Regions from separate parts of the Gossypium arboreum genome. Here regions 2 and 3 are each linked to region 1. The links are chromatin contacts, called in public Hi-C maps. All regions are on one chromosome and are shown on one strand. The core of a region is the stretch at or near the end of the contact, and the rest is flanking DNA. Distances in the headings are between cores, read along the strand shown. Region 1 holds the start of LOC108479608 (ubiquitin-conjugating enzyme E2-17 kDa). Region 2 holds the start of LOC108469809 (COP1-interactive protein 1). Region 3 holds the start of LOC108467950.

Evidence for each region. Hi-C and Micro-C count contacts between places; a contact is called where the count stands out from the background.
Region 2: a contact with region 1 is called in a Hi-C map of leaf, with 2.8 times the contacts expected there. The contact joins the promoter of LOC108469809 here to the promoter of LOC108479608 in region 1. A contact is called at or near these places in 2 of 5 Hi-C or Micro-C datasets (both in leaf).
Region 3: a Hi-C map of leaf shows a contact between it and region 1, with 2.9 times the contacts expected there. The contact joins the promoter of LOC108467950 here to the promoter of LOC108479608 in region 1. A contact is called at or near these places in 2 of 5 Hi-C or Micro-C datasets (both in leaf).

The regions. Positions count from the first base shown.
Region 1 is chr1:34,117,341-34,120,673 of ASM2569848v2, reverse strand. LOC108479608 (ubiquitin-conjugating enzyme E2-17 kDa) reads left to right here and starts at 1,611. Exons shown (of 5, transcript XM_017782318.2): 1 at 1,611-1,936; 2 at 2,089-2,161; 3 at 2,738-2,865. The coding sequence starts at 2,092.
Region 2 is chr1:33,439,420-33,442,752 of ASM2569848v2, reverse strand. It overlaps LOC108469809 (COP1-interactive protein 1), which reads left to right and starts at 1,839. Exons shown (of 4, transcript XM_017770860.2): 1 at 1,839-2,084; 2 at 2,570-2,630. It overlaps LOC108468610 (COP1-interactive protein 1-like), which reads left to right. Exons shown (of 3, transcript XM_053031438.1): 3 at 1-1,181. The coding sequence ends at 1,012.
Region 3 is chr1:33,501,039-33,504,371 of ASM2569848v2, reverse strand. It overlaps LOC108467950, which reads right to left and starts at 1,539. Exons shown (of 2, transcript XM_017768780.2): 1 at 708-1,539. The coding sequence starts at 1,371.

The sequences.
Region 1 (3,333 bases), core at 362-2,861:
TCAAGTAATTAATTAGGTACCAATTTTGGGCGTAACGAGGGTGCTAACCCTTCCTTGTGTGTAACCGACTCCCGAATCCGTTTTTTAAACTCTGTAGACCAAAAATCGTTGTTTTAAATCAAACATTTTATTAAAACGATCAAATTACGAGGTGATCTGATCACACTTCATAAAAAAGATTAATGGCGACTCCATTTTCATTTTTAAAATAAAAAGTCGATTTCAAAAAAAAAAGTTCCGATACCCATTAACAGTGTTAAAATTATTTTGTTAAATTCAACTTTATTACAACACTATTTTTTAGTTATATTGCTACAAAGTGAATATTATTTATTTCAAAATGTCACACCAACAAATTCATACAATTATTTTAATGGTAGTGACTAATTTACACAATTATTTTATTTAAAGTGACTAACTTAATTATTTTATTCAAAGTGACTAACTTAAGAAAAAAAGTTTTAGAATGATCAAACTAAGGTTAACTCTATCTTAAAGTGATCATCAGTATAATTTACCCCAAACAAAATTAGGGTGAACAATTTACAAGTTCGATCCAAAAAATTTAAAACCCAATTTACTTTTAAAACAAAATTAAATTACCTCTAAAACCAAAAAAAAAAAACCAAATAAACGTATTTTAGATCGATTTGATCCAAAATCTACATTTAAAAAAAGTATACAAACTATTACCTGACAAACTAAATAATTTAACACAACACAGTATAACACAAGTTTCATAATCCATCACAACATTGCAACAAATTTATTTTCATTAACAATTTTTTTATTTATCAAATAATGAAGTGAGTTTTGCTTGAATGGGCGTCAAATGCTGAAATGAACCGTGTAGTGAAAGTGAAGGATCGGGTTTGGGTGTAGTATTTTTGGGTTTAATTTATTAATTGAGTTTAAATATCAATTGGATTTAATTTTTGGATATTGGCCCAATTAGTATAAATTATGTAACTCAACTTTAAAAATTATAAAAATCACTGAATTATTTAAAATTTTTATTTAAAATATTAGATTATTATTATTATTTTTACAATTAACGAGTTCTAAGCAACAAAAATAAATGATTAGTATGGTAGTTCAAGATCTATCAACAAATAAAAAACATATATTAAATCCAAGTTAATCTAATGATCAATGTATAATATTAGAAAAAAAAGTTTCTTAAATTTTAGTTTGAATATTGATGACGTTTAAAGTTGTTTCATAAGAAAAAAATAGACTGTAAAAGAGAAGGGGAAGCAAAGCTTTTAATTGGTGGAGGTGATGAAGATAGAAAAGTTATACAACATTAATTTTAACAATTTATTAATTTAAATAAAAACTTTCAAATAGTTTAATGATCATTTTGTAACCTTTTAAAATTGAGTGACGAAAACATAAATTTACTAATAATTTAATGACAATGAATATAATTTACCCCGATTACAATTAAATTCTGAATTGAGTTTAGGTTTATAATATATAAAATATAAAATAAAAATAAAAATAAAATATGATTTAAAACCGGTTAATTCAATTTTAATTTTTTAATCAATCCATTTTGCCCAACTTTTTAAACCGAAACAAAAATCAACTATTTGATTTTTGCACACTCCTGCAAATTACCGTCACGCGCCACACGCGGTTGCCAATGCCATCTCTAAAGAGAAGGTATCCGTGTCAAAAGAAATACAAAATAAAATTCTCTTATAATCGCGTGGGGTCTACAAAGATAGCCAATCAGAACACAAAACATCCCAATTTTTGCCTTTCTCTACATAATAATTATAATTATTATTATTAAAAATTGATTTCTGGGAGATTTCTTTTTTAAGCTTTATTTTTGCCTCTTTACATTTCTCCGCTATTTTCAGCAACAAAAAAAAAAAAAAAAAAAACACCCAAACAGACAATAGCCTAGGGCAGGAGGATCTCTCAGGTACTTGTTCTTTTTTCTCTCTAGTTTCCTCTTTATTTCGTTTTATTTTTTGGTTTCTCTTCAATTTAAAATTTTCTTTGTTAGACACAAAAAGCGATCTAGCTTGAAAATTTCTATTTTTTTAGTAAAATTTTGTTTGTTTTAGGGTTTAGGTGATGGCTTCAAAGCGGATCTTGAAGGAGCTCAAGGATCTCCAGAAAGATCCTCCTACCTCTTGCAGCGCAGGTTCATTTTTTTTTCTACTTCGTGTTTCGATTTGTTCATTTCTGAATTTTTTAGATTTGTTCGTTGAAACTCTTTTTTTTTTTTGAAAAATTGATTAGAAATTTTTAGATATCTGCTTTTGAAAAAGAAAATTATGACATAATAATTACTATTGCTGCATAATTCAATTTGAACTATATATAACGAATCTATTTTCTATACTTATTATTGGTCTTTTCATTTTGACCATGATGATTCCATTTTATTCTAACTACAATATATTTATTTTTTATTTTTTAAAAATTTTCGTGTCTAATTATTAGTTAATTATTGTTCATGTCTGTTTGTTAAGGTGTTATTTGGTCGTACGAAATTGTTCATGTATAGGTGAAGTTTGTAAGGAAACGATTTGGATAATTGCATGTATTGAGTATATGAACTCGTCATTTCTGTTATATGTGCTTAAATTTCTTAAGGCAAATAAGAGTAAGGATGAGTGGTTCGTTCAATTTTAATTTGGGAAAAGATTATCATAAGATTACTTGGTGATTGTTCATCTAACTATTGTCCTTTTGCTTATTTTTACTATTGAATTAGGCCCTGTTGCTGAAGACATGTTTCATTGGCAAGCAACTATTATGGGTCCTCCTGACAGTCCATATGCTGGTGGAGTGTTTCTAGTCACCATTCATTTCCCTCCGGACTATCCATTTAAACCACCAAAGGTAGTTGATTGTATTCCTGAACCAAACTAGTTTACATTCTTTCTTGCCTTGGCTCTATAATTTGTATTTTTAGCTATCAAGTGTTGTTATCCTATATCTGTTAATTACTGGATTTCCTGTGGTCTCATTTACAAGTTTGGTCCTTCCACTTATTACTTTTGGTTTCAGTTTGGATGCATAACATTAGTATTCAGGTTGTCTATTTGTAGGCCAAGTTGAGCTACACGTGAGGGGGAGTGTTAGGTGATGTTATCCCACATTTATTAAGTATTGATCATATTTAAGTTGTGCCACTCCACTTATTACCAATTGGTTTTAGGTTGGATGCTTAACATTATCTTTATTGACTATATATTTGACTGTAACTGGCTGTCTTTTTCATTTAAAATCATGCCACTATATCTCTAAGTGCCTTGAAGAAAATTTCTCAGCATATTCTGCAACTTTTTTATGTGAACAAGCTATTTT
Region 2 (3,333 bases), core at 590-3,089, 680 kb after region 1:
AATCAATAATTCAATGGCACAGGTCTGCAGTCTGAAAAAGGAAGTGGACTATCTACGTGCTCAACAATGTGAAGCCAGAGGAAATGTAATGAAGCCGGAATTAGAGGTTCAAGTGAAAACTCTGACAGAGGAAAACCAAGGCTTACAGGTGCAGGTGATCGACTTGGAATCGGAGGTTGATGCTCTACGCAAACAGAATATTACATCCAAAGATGAATTGAGGAGTAATGTTCATGAAATCAATCAATTGAAAGAGGAAAATGCTCACCTGAATTCAAGAATTCTAGGACTGGAAGCACTATTTAGAGAGAGGAGACTTGAGGACTGCCAAACTAAAAGGGAAAAACAAACAACTCAGATGAGTACAGAGGTTAAGTTGGATCATGTGACGGAGAAAAACCAAGTGGAGTTACAGATTGCAGACCAACAGAGAATGATGAAAGAAATAGAAGAACATACTAGGAAAACCATGGAACGTAACCCAAAGCTTATCAAACAATTATCTGCTGGAAACAAGTTAAATTACATAGAAAGAAAGATGGGGAATTTAGCACAAGAATTCTACCAGAAACTCGATGATAACATCCGTCTTCTGTGCTTAAGGATTGCGGTTGCTGAAAAAAAACATTACGAAAACAAAGAGAACTACAAGAACATAAAAGAAAGTTTAGAGCAAGAAAACAAAGAACTGAAACAAAAGCTTGTTACTTGTGAAACTGAGTTGACGAAGCTGATAGATAATGCAGAAAAGAAAAGGGAAAATGACGGGGTATCGAATTCAGAAGAAGAACAAAAGTTGAAGTTATTGAAAGCTGTGAGTGTGCTTGAGAAAAAAGTGGGAGAATTGGAGAAGATTAATAAAGAAAAAGATGCGACATTGTTGAGTCGAGAAGAAGAAAAGAGGGAAGCCATAAGGCAGCTTTGTTTGTTGATTGATTATCATCGTACCAACTGTGATTATCTCAAGGAATTGGTCTCAGAGTTGACTGTTAGAATCAAGAAAAAGATATGATTTTTTTTTTTTCACATTTTCAGAAAATTTATGATTTTTTCTTCTTCTTTTCAAATGTTTAAATTCATTCTTTTTTAGAGGAAAGTAACACCGTCTGAACTATCACCAGTACATTGTTTCCACCTAATAAGTCTATTTACTTTATTCATTAATTTTGTAAAAAAAAAAAGAGAGAGAAAAATCTTACATTCTTATCTAGTTTTATTCTTATTCATCGATTTTTATATTTGGTGAATTGAATATTTTAGAGAAGAAAACGTTGAAGCTGATTGAATGGTTAAGTTGGTGTTTGACAAGAAGAAAAGTTTACAATTATATATGTAACTTTTCTTTTGACTCTTTTAACTTATTGTAAAATTTCTTATTTTATCCACCAAAAGAAAGAACACTAATGTAATTTAAATAATGTATTAAAAATATGGTAATTATTTTGTACATGGTCTGCGGCCATCAAAATTGAAATATATTTTTATCTATTCAATTTGTATTTTTTTATTATAATCTATATTCATCTTATTTTATTGGTGAATTTTCTTTAAAAATAGTTAATAAAATTATAAATTATTGTATTAATTATGATAAATAATTCTGGGTCAAAAGAAATTATTACTATAAGTAATATAATTAATAAAATCCTAAATTTTGCGGTAACTATATCAGTCAACGACATTCAAATAAATGCGAAAATTGAAAACACCAAAAAGCGCGGGAAAATTTTAATTATGTCTTTCCGATTAAAAGGAATCAAATCATCTCGCGTTTTCTTCTGACGAGAAATTGAATGGAATGGAAGGGTATAACTGCAATAAATAATAAATGGAAGGGTAAGTTAATTAATATTAAAAGAATTTCCAAAAGATTCAATCTAAAGCTACAAACTGGCTAAGGAAAGTGCTCTCTAAATCTAATACAAACAAATTCATTTTCTCCATTTATTCCTTTTCACTGCTAATTTTATTTCTCAATTCAAAGGAAAAAAGAACAAAAAAAAAAAAAAATCCACAGTCTCTCTTTCTCAGATTTTTTTTTCTGGTTCTTCTTCGTAATCAAGCCTTATAGCTCTGCTTCAGAGGTAATCTTTGATTATCAAATGATTATTCATCACTGTAGTTTCTGTTTCGATTACTTAAACTCTAGTTTTTATCGAAATCTTTGATCTTTAGTAGTTTAATTTTCGTTATCTGTGTTTTATTTTTTCATGATTTTTGTAAAATAAATTAAGCTTTCATCCATTCGTTTTCTTAAACATAAATCTAACTTAAGATTCTCTTTTCCTCGTTGAAAATTATCTTGTATTATTGTATATAGATTCCCAAAAATCCACGTGGTTTTGATTTTTTTAAGAAATAGAATTGAAAATGATTTGAGATCATGAATTTGAATTCAAGTAAATGAAGTTCTTCTTCCTCCTCCTCACTTTTTTCTTTTTGCCTTTTTCAAAAATTTTCCAGATTTTTCTACTTTTTGAACTTTTTGCTTACATCATCTTAGATTCGATTATTACTGTTAAATTCATTCTCTTTAGATTTGAACTAAAAAAATATCTATTTGCTTCAGTAGAAACTTATCAAAGCTTCATAAGCAAGACTGAGAAAACAAGGTGAAGAGGAAGAATCAGGTGAATAATACTGTTTATTTTTTAACGAGTTGTTTTTTTTTTTTTTGGTTACAGTTACAGTTTATTTCCTTTTTAAATTTTAGCAATACTATTTCCTCTTTTTCATATTATACTATAAAAGGTTTTTGAGTAATTGAGTGATAAATTGACTGGGCGTTGCCTTATGTTTTGTCAAACGGAAAAAAAAAAAGGAGGAGGAAAGAACAGCTGACCTTTTCTTTTTCCAAATCAATTTATCAAATTTACGAATGGGTGATACTGATGATAAGATATCCATTCGGTTACGACGACGACGTTTTTGTTTCTTGCAATAATATAATTAAAATCATTAATCTTGTTTATTATCATGCTTAAAAATTAGAAAATTCTTTTTTGTTGGTTTCAGATTGTCATTTTGAGCTGGATTACCCCAAACAAAAACAAAAACAAAAAGAGCTTGGATTTGATATTTCAATTGTTTCTTTCTGCTTGGAAGTTTTTATGTGTTAGGATAGTTGATTTCATTGGTTGTGTCTGTGGTAAGGGAGTAACGATTTTAGTGATAGACATGATATGATTACGCAATATAAATAAAATAAATTAAACAAGACATAATGGATTTATATTTGATGCAGTGACACATCATCTAAAAATGAATATAAGTGGATTTATTTTAAAAAATTTTAGATGATGTGTAAATATGTGATTCATTGACAATACATAA
Region 3 (3,333 bases), core at 290-2,789, 620 kb after region 1:
CAAACTCCAGCTAGTTGTATATACATTCTATGATCTATACATGCAGAACTAATTTTCTCATGAAGCATGGTGAATGAAGTACACATTGGTACGAAAAAAAAGAAAAAGGCTAAATGTTTTGAATTTCCTGCAATAGAACATAACCTTTAGAGCAAATTGCTTATCCTGCTATACAAGTATCAGTATTTATTATTTGATACAGAGCATTATTGAGGGTTGGACCCTCAACAAGTCCGGTATTATATTCTTGGAGCGCCTATACTCCATTTTAACCCCAAAATTTTGTCCCAGTGGTACTCATCTTACCCATAAATGCCTATATGCTATAGGGAATGAATTCAAACCACACCATAAAACTCTCAAGTTTCTCCTGGCACTGTTTGCGACTCCTGGCACCAGCATGTGGCGTCTCCATGCCCCGTTCATGGACAGGGCAAAAGCTCGAGGCTAAAACGGAGCATAGAACCCCGAGACAGAATACTAGACCTTTTGAGAATCCAACCCTAAAAAAAAATAAAAAGGCGCTGGGACTTGTTGAGGATCCGACCCTAAAAAATATCACCATCAGTCCATAACCTGAAATGATACTGAAACCTTCATATGCATAGCAATCTTGAATATCAACTCTAGCATGAATTTAACCAACCAAACAACAATATAAACACGAAAACAAAATAAAAAAAGGTTCAGGAATGTTGAATTTTTACCAGCATTTGGTGAATAACCGTTAGCTTCAATAGGTTTTAGCCTCCCATTTTCGGAAACCCCAATTTCTCCCCCAATCCTATTGTTGTTCTTGGAATCATCTTCATCTTGTAGAGTATTAAAACCAGTCTCTAAACATAAAACCCTCTTATCCAACTCCTCGAATCTCTTCCTCAGTATTTCCAACTCAGATTCAGCTTTGGCTTTCTCATTTTCAAGCTCGCAATTCTTGCTTCTCAAATTTATAATTTCGTGTTGTTTCTCATACATACCCTTCACTTCCTCCGACAATCTATTACACCTTTCCTCAGCAGACTTTCCTCTTTCCCTCAAAACCATATTTTCTTCCCGCAACTTCGAAACCTCACCCCTCATGTCCTCCAATTCTTTCTTGCATTTCCTCAGATCATCCGCAAAACCCATTTTTTCCAACCTCTCTTCTTCGAATTTGTAGGAAAATGAATCCTTTGCCTGTTTCAGTGACTCGATTTCCAGCTTTGATTTCTGCTCTCTCGCCAAAAATTCCTTTTCTACCATGGCGAAATCGTTGGAACGAAAAGTGGATTTTACAAGAGAAATCATTTTGGGAATGCTCCAAGTGCTGATATTCCCAATTTCGTTGTCACCCAAATCTGTCGAAGTAATAATTTCATTCTTAATAGCCATTATTTGTGAAATTGAAAACAAAACAAAGAAAAAGGGATATAAAGCGTCGTGAAGAAGAAGCAGAAAAGGAAAAGACTCTCAGGAATTTGTCCTTATTTTGGTGCCCTACTGAGGCTAAATACTTGAGTAGGTTGTACTTAGCCCAAACTGGAAACCAAATATGGCGCACTACAAGTTTTTTGGGTAAAACTTACATAGAAGTCCCTTTATTACGCTAGCTGTTAAATCCTTATTTTGGTATAATACTACTTTAGCCCTCCAATTTTTACACTTTTATTTGATTTGGTCTCTATTCTTTTATTTTAAATAAATTGGTCTTAATCTTTCGCACTATTTTGTTTTATATAATATATTAATAATTAATTAAAATTAAAATCATAATTTCCAATAATTATTAAAAGAAAAACTCTTTAAATTAAGAAAAAATGTGAAATAAGAGACGAAAATGATATGCACAAATTGGATTGACCCATGGATATTGCCATAGTATAAATATTTTCACTACTAGACAAAAAAGAGGTGTTATATCTATTATCTAGTTTTAAATCGGTTACCTGAATATGAAAATGTGATGATGTTATCTACTTTAAAAATAGGTGAATTAATTTTATACATTAAATTAAAGAGTAAATTAATCATTTATGTTAAAAATTTTAAGGTAAACTACACAAATAGTTACTGAACTATGCATATATTTTTGTTTTGATCATCTAACTTTAAAATTTTTAATTTAAGCATTAACATTTGAACTCATTATTGTTTTTATAACATGCTGTAAATTGATAATAAAAAAATTTTAATTGGTATAATGATACATTTAGTACTCTATACTTACATATTCTATCAATTTGATCCTAATTCTAAATAATTTAATAAATTTAACCATTTACATTTACAAATTCTATCAATTTGATCCTCAAACTTCCTAACCAAAGTTTTTATATTTTAAAACAAAGTCATTCCACATCTATAAAATCACAAAACCCAAAAAGATTATATATATAATAAATAAATAAATAAAAACCTTCTCTCCACTAAGTACTAACAAGTCGTTTTCCAAGTCAATTCTTGATACCAATGAGTTTATACTAAATTTTTTCTTTTCTTTTTTTTTTATACTAAATTTTTTCTTTTCTTTTTTTTTACATTAGTTTTCTTCTAAAGATAATATTTTATAACCCTTTAACCAATAAAATTTTGGCTAAAGAAAATAGAAAAACCGTTAAAAAGCCACTTTAGATTTACTATTATTGTTAATGTATTATATTTCCTTTAAGATACATAGAAATAATCCTCAAGTTGGTTTTTGAAATTGAAAATTAAATCTAGAGTTAAAAATATAACTTTGAAAAATCTAATTGCTCAATCAATAATTGCATAAAAAATTTATGAACATTTAATATTTCATAAGAAAAAATGTGAAAGAATTAATTGAATTTCTTTTATTATATTGATAATAATTTTTTAATGTTATAAACTGATTATGAGATTATTATGTGTTCTATTTATTTTTAATTTTAAATCTAAAATAAGCAACATGTATCACTAATAGTAATATGATTTAGTGTCAAATCATATACCAAATTAATTTAAAACTAAAATTATGCTAGTCAAAGTCAAAACTTATTTTTCAAAAGTATTTAACTATTTATATAAATTTATTATATATTATATTTTTAATATTTGTATTTTCTATTATTTTTAATGGTGTTTAGTTAATTTCTAACACCAACTTCTTAAAAATATAAACAAAAAGGGATATGTATCGATTTAGATAATTTCAACCATAGATAAAACAATTAATAGATGTGGAATGCCTCTATTTTAAAAGCTAAAAGTTTTAGTTAAGAAGTTTGAGGATCAAATTGATAAAATTTGTAAATATAAAGGGTTAAATTTATTGAATTATTTAGAATTAAGATCAATTTGATAAAAATATATAATATTGATGAGGATTAAATG